Regions from separate parts of the Mus musculus genome. Here region 2 is linked to region 1. Evidence: chromatin contacts called from public Hi-C data. All regions are on one chromosome and are shown on one strand. Each heading gives the region's core, a stretch centred on a gene start, on an enhancer-like site or on the middle of the called end of the contact. The rest is flanking DNA. Distances are from core to core; before and after follow the strand shown. Region 1 holds the start of A930011G23Rik (RIKEN cDNA A930011G23 gene). Region 2 has its middle 19 kb from the start of Gm38413.

Evidence for each region. A called contact is a pair of places that touch in the nucleus more often than the background predicts.
Region 2: a contact with region 1 is called in a Hi-C map of rod photoreceptor, with 2.4 times the contacts expected there. The contact joins the enhancer-like site here to the promoter of A930011G23Rik in region 1. A contact is called at or near these places in 2 of 484 Hi-C or Micro-C datasets (nephron progenitors and rod photoreceptor), 1 of 115 datasets of contacts at active chromatin or transcription factors (neural tube) and 2 of 9 other capture datasets (liver and pancreatic islet).

What each region holds. Positions count from the first base shown.
Region 1 is chr5:99,727,350-99,733,919 of GRCm38.p6, reverse strand. It overlaps A930011G23Rik (RIKEN cDNA A930011G23 gene), which reads left to right and starts at 4,860. Exons shown (of 4, transcript NR_030692.1): 1 at 4,860-5,176. It overlaps Gm38413 (predicted gene, 38413), which reads left to right. Exons shown (of 12, transcript NR_131054.1): 10 at 1,630-1,722; 11 at 2,171-2,243; 12 at 2,889-3,066.
Region 2 is chr5:99,769,631-99,775,865 of GRCm38.p6, reverse strand. No RefSeq gene overlaps it. Among named protein-coding and RNA genes, the nearest start is that of Gm38413, 19 kb to the right of the region's middle. Within about 2 kb of position 2,410, at least 7 of the 459 cell types and tissues checked have an H3K27ac peak or open chromatin away from gene starts, as enhancers often do. A contact at or near this core is called in rod photoreceptor, where this site is marked.

The sequences.
Region 1 (6,570 bases), core at 3,611-6,110:
CATGGCTCCAGCTGCATATATAGCAGAGGATTGCCTTATCTGGCAACACTGGGAGGGTAGACCCTTGGTTTTGTGGAAACTCAATGCCCCAGAGAAGAGGGATGCTAGAGGAGTGAGGCAGGAGTGGGGGGGGGGCACTCTCTTAGAGACAAAGGGAAGGGAGGATGGGGTGGTGGTGGTGGTGGAGGGGAGACCAGGATGGGGACAATATTTGACATGTAAATAAATAAAATAACCAATTAATAAAAACATTAACAGCAACAACAACTAAACAAGAGAGGTTTGTTTGTTTGTTTACTGTGTGTGTGTGTTTGAGGAAGGGTCTCACATAACCTAGGTTGACCTGAAATCCACTATGTCCTTAGTGATGACCTTGGACTCTGGATCCTGTTGTCTCCGCCTCTCAAGTGCTGGGATATCACAGGTGCCCCCTGGCCTGGGTGATAGTTCTCTTTGACACTGGAGACTCTGAAATCCCAGGGTGGGGTGAGGGGGCACTGACAATAGTTGGACTGTTGCTCTTATGGTGAAGGTGAGCTCTGTATCACGGTTTCGGTGCCGTCGTTAGCACCTCTTCCCAGCCATGCATGTGCTTTGATGATGCTTTTGATGCTTTTGATGGGGCAGCTTTCGTTGGGTTAGTTGGCTCATTCCAAGTGTTTCAGAAAGATGATGACATCTTAAATCAGGATTAACATGAGATCGCTTTTCAAATGCCTGAGTTCTTATTGAATAGGACCAGAAGGGAGCTTTTGGGTACACTGCAGGGATCAAAAAACCAAACCAAACCAAAACAAAAACAAACAAAAAAAAACCAAAACCAAAACCAAAACCAAAAAAACCCACAACCTAAAAACTCAGAAACACGTGAAAAAGAAAGCGAAAGTGATCCCCAGCCCCCAGGACATTCTGATGCCATTTACTGTGCTTTCTCCATTTTGCCACATGGACTTGCAAGCTTGCTATGGATTCAGGACACACTGACACATGGCTTACTTTCACTCTCTGACATCATCTGAAGACATTTTCTAGATCATTAAATATGATTTTCAAGCACAGTTGCTTCTAAGCCTCTGAACCATAATGCATTGACCAATCGCTCATGGTTGGATTTCAGATGGCTTGCACGATTTGGTTTTGTAATGCTGTGGCGAGGGACTTTGTCCAGTTGTCCACTGGCCCATTTAGTAATCAGCGCTTATGGAGTATTGTAATACTGTGCCTAGATTAGAGCCAGAAGGTAAGCATATATGATTAATCATAATCCTTCCAGTGGATAACATGTATTCCTATCACTCAATCCATGTTCTTGGTGAATATAGCTATGAAAGTCATCTGAATACAATAATCACTATAATAAATCAGTGTAACTTTATAGCATTCACTGATGGAATTCTTACACAGTATGTATTGCTAGCCTCTCCATTGAGGTGAGGAAGTGGGGCTTTGGAGACTGGTAGCTACTTGTTGGAGAAGCCCCACTGTTAACATGAGCGTTCATACCCAACTCTAGGCTCCCCCACTTACCCTGGTGCTCACTAGAGTAGCAGAAAAGTCTCGCTTGACCCTAAATGTGGGGAACAATTTAAAATGCACTGTCTTAGAATAATTCTCTGATTACTCCCTTAGGGTCAATGCTAACAAGTGAAACACTGGCTTAAAATATGAATCTGCTCTCTATCAAATGCTCGTGCAGTCTTTAAAGGAGAGGAGGCAGAGGAGGTAGAGGTGGTATTATTTCCCTCCCCTTCCTTCCCCCTTTCCCTCCCTCATTCCCTCTTCCCTCTCCCCTTTCCATTCCTCCCTATCTTTCTCTTCTTTCCTTTCCTTACTCTTTTCCCTCCTTCCCTCCCTCCTTAACTCCCCCTCTCCACTTCCTCCATCTCTTCCTCTTTCCCTTCTTTCCTCCCCTTCTCCCCTCCCTCCATCTCTTCCTTCCCCCCTTCCTTCTCTACCTCTCCCTTCTACCTCTCCCTTCCTACATCTCCCCCCCCCCCCTTTTTTTTGTCCTGAGTCTCTGTCCTTGCGTTACTAGTGACAGTAAGAAACAGCTGTGGCAGTGATTCTAGCCAGGGCTTGGCCTTGCATGTTGTTCATGCTGTCCAGGATGGGCTAGTGCACAGCCACCTTTCAGACGTGATTATTTCTTCCTGCTTCTGCCTGATGCAAGACATCGAAGAGGAGAGGATCTGGGAAGGAGAGGATCTGGGAGGATGGAGTCTAGATCACAAGGGAACATACAGGTGAGATCACAAGAAAATGCCTGTTCAGGAGAAGTCACCAAGGTTGGTTTCTTATTTCAGTTAGGACTTAGTACCCTGTCCCATCTATCAACTAGTAATGTATGGCAAGCTACTGTGGTATACTGTCTGTCCTCTTGTTACCACTCCTGGTCTCCATCCCCCAAATGATTGCTATCTGTCACCTGTCCTGGTGCCCACCTTCCAACGGTGTAGTAGGGAGTAATGCTCAATGTCCCATCATTCCAGCTGTCCTAGATGCATTGCTGACTTTGACACTAACCTGCTACATGGTCTGGACATCTTTTTCAATCTCTGGTGCTCACTTTTAAAATAGGGTCTAGCCATGTTGAAGTGACCATGTGCAGGGTAAAAAGAGCCCCAAACCTACCCTTTGTTAAGTTCTTTCCATAGGCACGACAAAGTAAAGCAATGTTAACTACATGCCTGTATTGTAGCCAAAATAGGCTGTGGTAAGAGCAGTCTACACACCTGGGATCTTCACTGCTGGTGTTTCTTCTGTGGTTGACATTGCACTCACTGTTATGAACTTGTCTAAGCAGTTAACTTTAAGATAAAAAGGCATTAGGATTAAGGTACAAGCCCTTTCAATGCAAATGTTTTTTCTCTGACTCTTGGCCCAAGCAGCCAGAAGCCAGAGAGCTTTGAATCTTTGAAGGACAGAAACCCCATTGCTGTTGGAAGATGGAGAAGGTGACAAGAAGAAGCACAGGCAGCCGGAATATGTCATGGCTTTTAAAAATATTTATTTATAGGAAAACTATAAACCCATGTTTAAATAAACTCTGTTCTTGGTCAGCTTTTCATTGGGACTAAGACGTTTGAGCAACCGTGGTGGGTGTGTTAGAATATCTCTCTCCTCTTTCTCCCTGAGACTGTTGTAGGATCCCATTCTTTGCCAATTAGAGCCCTTACTTTAACTGTCGACACACTCTGAGGCTGAGACTTGAATTTTCGCTGTAGTTCAGCCAACCTTACAATGAGAGTTTCTGTTTGATTTTCTGCAACTTGAGCTCTATTGCTACAAGAGAGAAGATTCTCCTCAAGGACACACTTAGCAACTTTTAGATCGTTTGCTTGTGTCTGGAGACTTTCGATTTTATCACACAACTCCTTCCTTTCATTCATCATTTTTTCCACAGATACTAAGAGCAGCCAGCCAGTAAAATCATTTTCCGATTTTTCCCCATCTTGTAGAAAGCTTTGTGCACTGAATCACCTAATTCATTAAGAAAATCAAGGGCATTAGCTTCTTTAAGTTCGGAATATAGTTTCAACCATGGGTCTTCAAAATTCTCTGAGCTCCCAGGAGGGAGAGAATCTGGAGAGGTTTCAATAGTTGAAAGTGCTGGTGGATCAACAAGCCAATTCCAGTATTTTAAAAGATTCATCCTTGTACTTCTGTTATGCCAGTGAGAGTTGTGGATTGACAGAAAAGTCTAGCCTCACATATTCACCACTTTGCACCCAAATGTCCATTTTCTAGTCACCCCAGCCAGTAAGCATCTACAGTCTGGTCACTGTTGCCCCAGGGTCCCGAAAAGAGCTTGAGAACCAAAGACTTTCCTGGTCTAGTACTTTTATATAAAATCAGGGGACTTAACTTTTTTACTCAAGGGCCCCTGTTGTCCTTTCTGAACCTCTGACATTGGCACAGTTGGGCAGTGTTTTTTTTTTTTTTTTTTTTTTTTTTTTTTTTTTTTTCTTTTCCAAACCACAGCCTGACACCACGTGCAGAGGAGTCTGGGAGTAACTAATGATGGAGCAGATGCTGAAGTATCCCCGCACTTATTGCAGCTCAGGACTTCTCATTTTAAACAAGCTTCAGAGACCACCCATAGTACACTAAGTGAGAGCCACAGCTGTGAGCAGTAAAACTAGACCGAGTGCAATGCTGGCCCCGTGTCTTGAGTCAAAGAGAATTCTGCCAGGTCCAGTTCTTGGACCGCACAACAGGCCGCATCTGCGTGTGTGTCGCAGTGTTCAGGTTCCAGCCTTGCCCATCCTGGGCCGTCCTGGCTGGGAGGCAGGCCAAGGAGAGAGCGATCGCCCTCTCCTCCTCTTTAGTGTTTACTGGTGCAGATCCCACCCAGTGTCAGGGGCTCACGTGTGGCAGGAGCAGGGTTCTTAATCCTGGGTTTGGAACCACCTCCTTTCCTACTGGAAGGGTGGGGCTGGCACGTGCCATTGGGGAGCCCTTGCGGGTAGCTCGAGTTCTGTCGTGGTAACTCGCCAAATGTCTGTGGACCTGGGCTCCCTCCTCTCCCACCTGCATTGTCGCAAATCGGGCAGAAACTAGGGAAGTGGGTCACCTGGGTGAACAGCCCCTCCCGCCTTGGCCGCTAGCTCTCAGCGTGCCCCCCCCGCCTCCCCCCCACCCCCCCCCACCCCCCCCCCCGGTCGCCGGCTTAGGCTCTCACTTGAGGCGTCGCCTGCACTCTACCCTTGGGCGGGCTGGGCTGTCGCTGCTCTGAGCTCCCCGCCGCCCTTGCCCCAGCGCCGCCGCAGGTCGTGCGCCGTTGGCCCTCCCGACACCCCCTCGGCGGGGCCCTTCCCTTTACTACGGCGCTAGTGACATTCAGCTGGTGAGGCTAACGCAGCCCGGGCTCCCGCAGCGCGGAGGCAGGGGCGCCCGCGGCTGTCTGCTCCTCTCACCCGGGCACCTCCCGAGTGGCAGCGACGAGCTCCCTGCAGGCCCAGAGACCCCCGACGGGACGACCTTGGCGGGCGGATCCCCGCCCCCACCCGGGTCCACGAGCTTGGGTCCGCCCTGCCCACCCCAGCTCTGGCACGGGTCGAGGACAGAGGCGGCGAGCGCGAGGGGGACCCTGCCTCCCTGCTCGTATATGGCAAAGTTTCTCGCGGCGCTCCTGGGCTGCACGCTGCCGAGCAAGGGCGCCTCTCCCGTGCTGGAGGTAGGTAGAGGGTGTGTCCTGCAGAGGTGGCTGTGGGCGACAGCTAACAGTCCTGACCCGCCCCTAGGGTCCCCACCACTTGGCAAGTGCGCCTCACCTGGAGGACTTCTGGGGCGGGGCCGGGGAAGGGGAGATGGAAGCCGCCGGGCTTGAATTCTGGTCTCCCCAGACCGCGTTGCGTGTTTTGTTTTTTTTTTTTCTCTTTCCTAGTTGATAGGTGAACATGTTTGTGAATCGCGAGTTTTGCGAGTTATCCCTTGCCTAACAAGCCAGGCACATTTGAAGATGAGCTGTTGCCTGCTCATCCTTCCGCTGTCTACCATGGCTAGCCTAAATGATTAGCAGAAACAATCTGTCAGTCAACAAGGTTCCCACTGTCGTGCTTGCTCTAACCACTCCCTTCCCCCAACCTCCAGCGAGGCGATAAACTCCGTATAAGTTAACTCGTTTCTTCTGGTGGGAGGTACGCCGGGGAAGGGGAGGGGTGTGAGGTGAGACTAACCACATCGCGCCTTCTGAAGGCAGGCACACCTAATTGCTCACACCTCCCCGAGGTAGCAGCGACCCTGCTGCAAGCGGCTTTGCTAGCAGCTGGCTGACTGGCTGGCTGATCCTCTGGGGAAATGGCAGCATCAGCGTTTAATATGAGACCCATATGGGCCACTCAGTACGGACAGTTCTGGGTTGTATGACCCTTCACACTCTACAGTCAGAACAGAGTACCCACTGTCTCTTACCTCGCCCCCCTCAATCCCCCGCCCTCTCCTACAGACTACCTGACAAGCAGGTCAGGACCAGAGGGCTGACTCTGGCCATGTCAACTAGCCTTGCCACCACCACTGTCTCATAACCATCCTGGCAGTCTGAGGTTTCCCTGAGCTGCCTTGGCCTTCAGTCGGCAGTTTCCAGGCTGGCAGAGATATAGACATGGGTTTCTTCTCTCAGTCATGCAGTGGGTTCCTTCAGCAAGGAATTGTTTAGGACCTAAACTCTTAGAGCCTTCCTCAGCTGCCTCTTGGACGCCCTTCACCATTGCTATCCTAGGTTTTTTTTTGTTTTTGTTTTTTTGTTTTTGTTTTATCCGAAGTCACGTGGAACTATTTCCTGTGATTTTACAGCTCAAGTGGTCCAGGCCATAATCTGCTATGGGACAGCAAGTATTTACTTATTTGTAAGCAGGGAGATTCCAGTGGTGAGTGGTAAGCAGGAGTTTGGGGATAGGAGTGTAGAGCGGGCAAAGACAGATGGAAATGCCTGCTCTGGTGAAAGCTGAGACCTAAAGGCTGAAGAGCCCAGACAGGCAAGGTTTTCCAGGTTTGCAGCCACGGCCTTAGCCATCTCCCTCCCTCGCAGTCTTTTAGAGGGCACGTTAGGCAGCCACATGGTAGGAGGCT
Region 2 (6,235 bases), core at 1,161-3,660, 44 kb before region 1:
AGGTAACTTGGTCCGGTTCATGTTACAAAGACGGTGAGAGTCAAGGAGGCTGACGCTGGGTGGGTCAGGGCTCCTCGGTCTATGGGAACGCGTTACCTGGGAAGGAGATGAAGCAGTACTGAAGCGGCAGAGCGTCTCGTCACAGGGAATTGTCGTCTTGACTCTTAAATGGGAGGGTTTTTAGAGTGTGATATTGACCTTGAACAAAACTACACAGGGAAGTTGGCTGTTCTGAAGGCCGTGGACTATGTCTGAGCTCCCGCCAGGCTCAGCTGCTGCTCTGTAGGGCTCCTGGCTTTGAGCTAGCCAGTCCGTCTGCCAGTGCAGCAGAGCAGGCAAGACTGCAGGAAAACGGCAGTGCCAAACGCATGCGCAGCTGACCTCGCAAACCTCAGTGCACCAAATGAACATTCATCCCATGATCCCTCTTCACGCATTTCCAACCCACACGGTGCCGTTCTAAGAATTATCTAAGTACATTTCCACGCTCTCATCCAGTCCCTCTCTCTGTAAACGAGAGCAGCAGCATGTCCACTGTCCCTCCCCCATCCTTAGCTAGTAACTGCTGATAAAGCAGTTACTCTGAAAGTGTATCCTCCACTCTAACAGAGGATTTACTGTCTGTGATGTACTTACAGGACATATTGAAAAGAGACATTGGATTCATCCCAAGAAATCTACACGTTGCTTAGAAATGGGGGAATACGCGAACACCATTCATTCTAAGAGGTCTTCGTCTCTGGTGCGCTGCCCATGGTCCCCATGAACAAACCACAGGCTTGTGGCTCCCTTGCTCCCACATCTAGGTTTTCCTGTCTGGATACAAGAATTCTGAAATGCATCTAGCCAAAGGGAGTCAGTCGTGGGTTATGGACCAACGCTGAAGAAGCAAAGGCAGAAGCTGTGTGAAGAGTGCTGGGGGCCGGGGGAGCACAGCATGGCTGCCTGGCTTGCTTTCCACTTCCACTGGAACATCCCATGCTGTAAGGCGGCACAGTACCACTGAGCTCGGACACGCTCACACTCAAAGGGTTGTCTGGATGGGGCTCCTCTCTTCTGCTCACATCTACTCTCTCTCTGCCATGAGTTCAGCTCCATTCTAGATGGGGACTGGGGCCCTTCCACCTGGGTCTTTCATAGGTCCCACGGAGCTGTGCTGATCTGTACTAGATGTAGCTTGAAGGGGTCAGGGGGAAGGACACCTCCATCGCTTAAGCCTCTGCCATATAATCTCAGAATCCTCACCGATGTACGGGATCACACGCCCTTGGCGACAGAATCAACCACTAATGAATTGTCTGTGGTCACCAACACAGTGGAAGTTAGCCACACAGCTAGTCACACAGTCCGTGTTCTCTAGGAGCTGGCAGGCCTGAGGCACAGAGCAGGTAGGAAGGAGGTTCCGTGGCAGGCCTGGCCTGGTAAGAGCCTTTTTTCCTTCCCAATTCCTGTTCTGGTTTCTATAGCCAGGTCCAAAGCTAGGTAGCTGCGGCTTTCGGCAGCCACAGGTTTAGACCCCACTGCACCGTTTTCTTATCTGCTGGACTTATCAAATTACATAAGGAATCTGTGCTGATTACAACGAATCATTTAACACAAAAATAGAGAAAGAAAGCTTTTTATTTTCTCTTCTCTTTCCCCGACCAAACCCACTCCTAAGAAACTAGTTGTAAAAATTTGCTTACTTACCATCTTACTCTGAACACGACTTTGTCAGGGATATGCATCTAGTCGGTTATTAGACCTAAGCAGACGTAATTGGATTATTTAGTTATTAATAGTGCCCTTTGTTGAATGGTTAGCGTGTTCAAATCATTCCTACAAAGCTTTGCTTGTAGTTAATCCCTTTATCAACTCTGTGAAGTAATCTTGGGTATTATCAGCATTTTTGTTTGTTTGTTTGTGTTTGAGAAAATGGAGACCCAGATAAGTCTGTAGTCTGTGAGAGTCCCCTGCTCAGGTTCACACCATCCAACCTACTTACTGCAGTAGTCAATAGGTGAAAGATTAGTCAACCATTTCCAAACTGAGGTAACTGAAGTGTTTTCCCCGACACTGCCAGAATGGTTGAAATAACAGCACCGATTCCTTTGTTTCTTTCAAAAAGAATCTCACCTTGATTTTCCACCATGTCTGATTCGGGAGATCCTCAGTGACTTTGAAAGTCCGATTTAGGCAAAGGGCCACTGTTACTGTAATCCTTACTCCTAGTAAGAAATCAGGGCTTCACGAGATCCTCTGAAATGCTCAGTCTACTATGTGACAGGCAGGGTGGAGAGTCTGGCTCCAGGCAACCCAGCCCCCATTTAGAAACAGGAAGAAGTGAACTGGAAGGGGTTTTCTCCCCCTAGATGTGTCAGATGCAATCACGCCGCATGGCTTTATGAAGCGAAGTGAGATATTTGTTTTGATTGCTCACTGATGAAGAATACACTCTGATGCACAATCTTGACAGACATCTAGGGCAGCTACCCTACTGTACAAATCTGGGTCAGGGTTGCTTATTTCTCTCTAACGCAGCCATGTCATTTCATTATGCAAAGCGGTCCTCGGCTGGGTCTGTATGATTGGCTGCTTCATCTTCGGCATTAATATCGTAGGGACCCCAGCAGTTGTCAGTGTTATTGCCCGGCGAATTGTAATGTCTTTCTCCTCGTTGTTCAGCGTAGAGTTTAGAAATGCAATTAGCTGGATCCTCTCTTGGAAAATGGACATACTGTCTGAATAGTAAATATGTTATGCTAAAAATAATTCTTGGAGGTATTTGAGGTAAAGCATCAGCCAGAACCCCTTCTGTTGCTTGAAATGGTGGTTTTATAAAAGTTAAAAATGGTTTAAGTGGAAATAATTTTCAGAATCCCAGAAGATACCTTTTGAAAATGAGATAGAAAAGCTCTCCAGGGTAAGTATTTATCGTCAGATCACCACAGGCGAGCGAGCTACCACATGAAAACTACCATGCAGAAGACTTGGCCACTTGAGGTAAACCATGCAATACAATGTGCCAGGGAAATGTTAGTGGTCCCCCAAAACCAGATAGGAGCACATTTGATGCAACTCACAGCAGGGTCTTTATTCTATTCGAGTTAGCACCCCCCCCCCCAATAAACTGCCATCATGCAGGACGGTTTTGGGGTGTGTGTGTGTGTAGCCCCAAATGTCTATCAGGGCAATGTTTTATTGTAAGCAGCAAGCAGGAAGTACGTGTGCAAGCATCTAATTGGAAAACTCCTGTGGCCTTTAACATAATTGGCTGGTGTTGGGAGTCATATCATAAACTTAACTTCTGCTCCTCTCTGCATTGGTGGTCATTAGGCAGGGGGTGGGCTTGTAACCTGGGGGGTGCAGATTTGTTGGGGGGGAATAACCTGGAGACTGGTTTTGTTGAGAGTGTATCCTGGAAATGCTGGTCTTGCTGGCTTTTGTGGGAGGTGGGGGTGGGGGTGGGGGTGGGGGGAGGGGCAAGTTGGAAACTAATGCTAGGTACCAGCCTGTTAGTTTATCTGAGTTTAAACTTAGGTCGGGTTCTCTAAAACGGAGTCTGAACTTAAAAGATCTGGCCTCTCAGTAGAAAACAGAATAGCACACACCAAGAGGGGACATCTTGCGCTGACTGAGAGTAGAAGTAAGGGGCTGATAATCCTGTGCCTCCCTTTACGCGCTGGCTTCTAGAATGTGTAAGCTTTGTGATCACCGATGGCCACTTTATATAATATCCAAGACCTGAAAAAAATGATAATTACATATGGCAACTTTCTAGATTCACACATATTGTAATGGATACACACACACACACACACACACACACACACACACACACACACACATGTTTTACATGACAAATGCATAGTTTTTATTGTCAAATACATACGTGAATAAATAAATTAGGAAAAATGTCAGTGACATGTACAAGAACTACTGACAGCAGGGGAGTGTGGCCTCTGTGCTGTGCTGTGAGTTTGCCTGTCTCCTCTCTGTGTCCCAGCTTGTTCTGCTCGTGGTTCTGTTAATGGAGGGGAAGGGCATATTGATATGAAGCCTCACTCTTTTTTTTTTCTTTTTCCAATTTTTTATTAGGTATTTTCTTTATTTACATTTCAAATGCTATCCCGAAAGTCCCCTATACCCTCCCCCAACTCTGCTCCCCTACCTACCCACTCCTGCTTCTTGGCCCTGGCATTCCCCTGTAATGAGGCATATAAAGTTTGCAATACCAAGGGGTCTCTCATCCCAATGATGGCCAGCTAGGCCATCTTCTGCTACATATGCAGCTAGAGATATGAACTCTGGGGGGGGGGTACTGGTTAGTTCATATTGTTGTTCCACCTATAGGGTTGCAGACCCCTTCAGCTCCTTGGGTACTTTCCCTAGCTCCTCCATTGGGGGTCCTGTGTTCCATCCAATAGGTGACTGTGAGCATCCACTTCTGTATTTGCCAGGCACTGGCATAGCCTCACAAGAGACAGCTATATCAGGGTCCTTTCAGCAAAATCTAGCTGGCGTATGCAATAGTGTCTGCATTTGGTAGCTGATTATGGGATGGATCCCCAGGTGGGGCAGTCTCTAGATGGTCCATCCTTTCGTCTCAGCTCCAAACTTTGTCTCTGTAACTCCTTCTATGGGTATTTTGTTCCCAATTCTAAGAAGGGGTGAAGTATCCACACTTTGGTCTTCCTTCTTCTTGAGTTTTATGTGTTTTGCAAATTGTATCTTGGGTATTCTAAGTTTCTGGGCTAATATCTACTTATCAGTGAGTGCATATCATATGAGTTCTTTTGTGATTGGGTTACCTCACTCTGGAAGATACCCTCCAGATCCATCCATTTGCCTAGGAATTTCATAAATTCATTGTTTTTAATAGCTGACTAGTACTCCATTGTGTAAATGTATCACATTTTCTCCCTTAAAGCATATAGGCTTCTGTAAGTTCTACTGCATTCACAAGGATGTAAGGGATGCAAGAACCATTTTGACTGAGGTGTGGTCTCTGGTGCACACTCTTCATCAGCAAGAGCCTACTGATGTGTTTTTGGGGTGCTCCCTGCAACACTCTTATTTTATGTATGCAGAAGACCTGACGCAGAGCCTCAGAGGCCCTGTGCTTGCTGCTTGAATATCTGTGAGGTCATATGAACTTTGCTCATGGTGATTCAGAGGGCCATGTTCTCTTGGTGTCCTCCACCCATCCCCTCTGGCTCTTACACTCTTCCTCCTCTTCCTCGAGGTTCCTTGATCTCTGAGGGGAGGGCTTTGATGGAGACCTTCCATTTAGTCTCTCTCTCTCTCCTTCTCTCTCAGCATAATGTGTGTTGTGAGTCTCTGCATCTGTTGCCATCTGCTGCCTGAGGAAGGTTCTCTGTTGATGGCTGAATTAGGCACTGATCTAGAGTATAGCAGAATGCTATTAGGGCTCGTTTTATTGATTATTTTTAAAGACCAGTAGTGTTGGGTTTTACCCTAGGTTTCTGAACTATCTTGTGTGTGGTTCTTGGTTCCCCAAGCAGTATCAGGCCTGGGTTCCATCTTGCGGAGAGGGCCCCAAGTCAAACCAGACGTTGGTTGACTGCTCCCCCAAGCTCTGTGCCTCCTTGCCTCAGCTTACTTCTCAGGCAAGGTGGGTTGTAGGACGATGGTGTATGACTGAGCTGGTGTTTATACTTCTTTGGTAGCTGCAAAGTACCTTCCCCCGCCAGAGACACGAGAACATGGCGGTGAAAGCTCTGTATAGGCACCAGCTGGATTTCTCCATGTTCAAAGAGTTGTGTGGGTGTTGCCCTCAGCCAGGTTCTCTGTGTATATGTTAAAGCTTTTAGCTTAGAATGGTTGTGGGTCTCCTGACTGTGAGAAGGAGTGGGCCTGAGTCTTGTGCCTGCTCTTGGGACTCTTTTCCTTCTGTTGGCTCGCTATGCCTAACTTCCATGTGAGGACTTTGTTCTGTCTGATTGTACTTTATGTTGCCATGTTTGGCTGCTGTTACTAGAAAACACTGTTATTTAAATGGTAGTTTAAAGTAGTGTTTGGTTTTGCCCTAATAAATAATGGCTGTTTTCACTAGAAAAGCCCATTCTTTTCTAACAAAGGGAGGAGATCTGGAGGGTGAGGGAAGGTGGCTAAGAACAGGGAGGAGTAGAGGGAGGGAAAACTATAATTAGGATATATTGTATAAGAAAAGAATATTTTCAATAAAAATGACTTTTATTTTACTTCTTCAACTCATGAAGGTTTATTTTTGAGA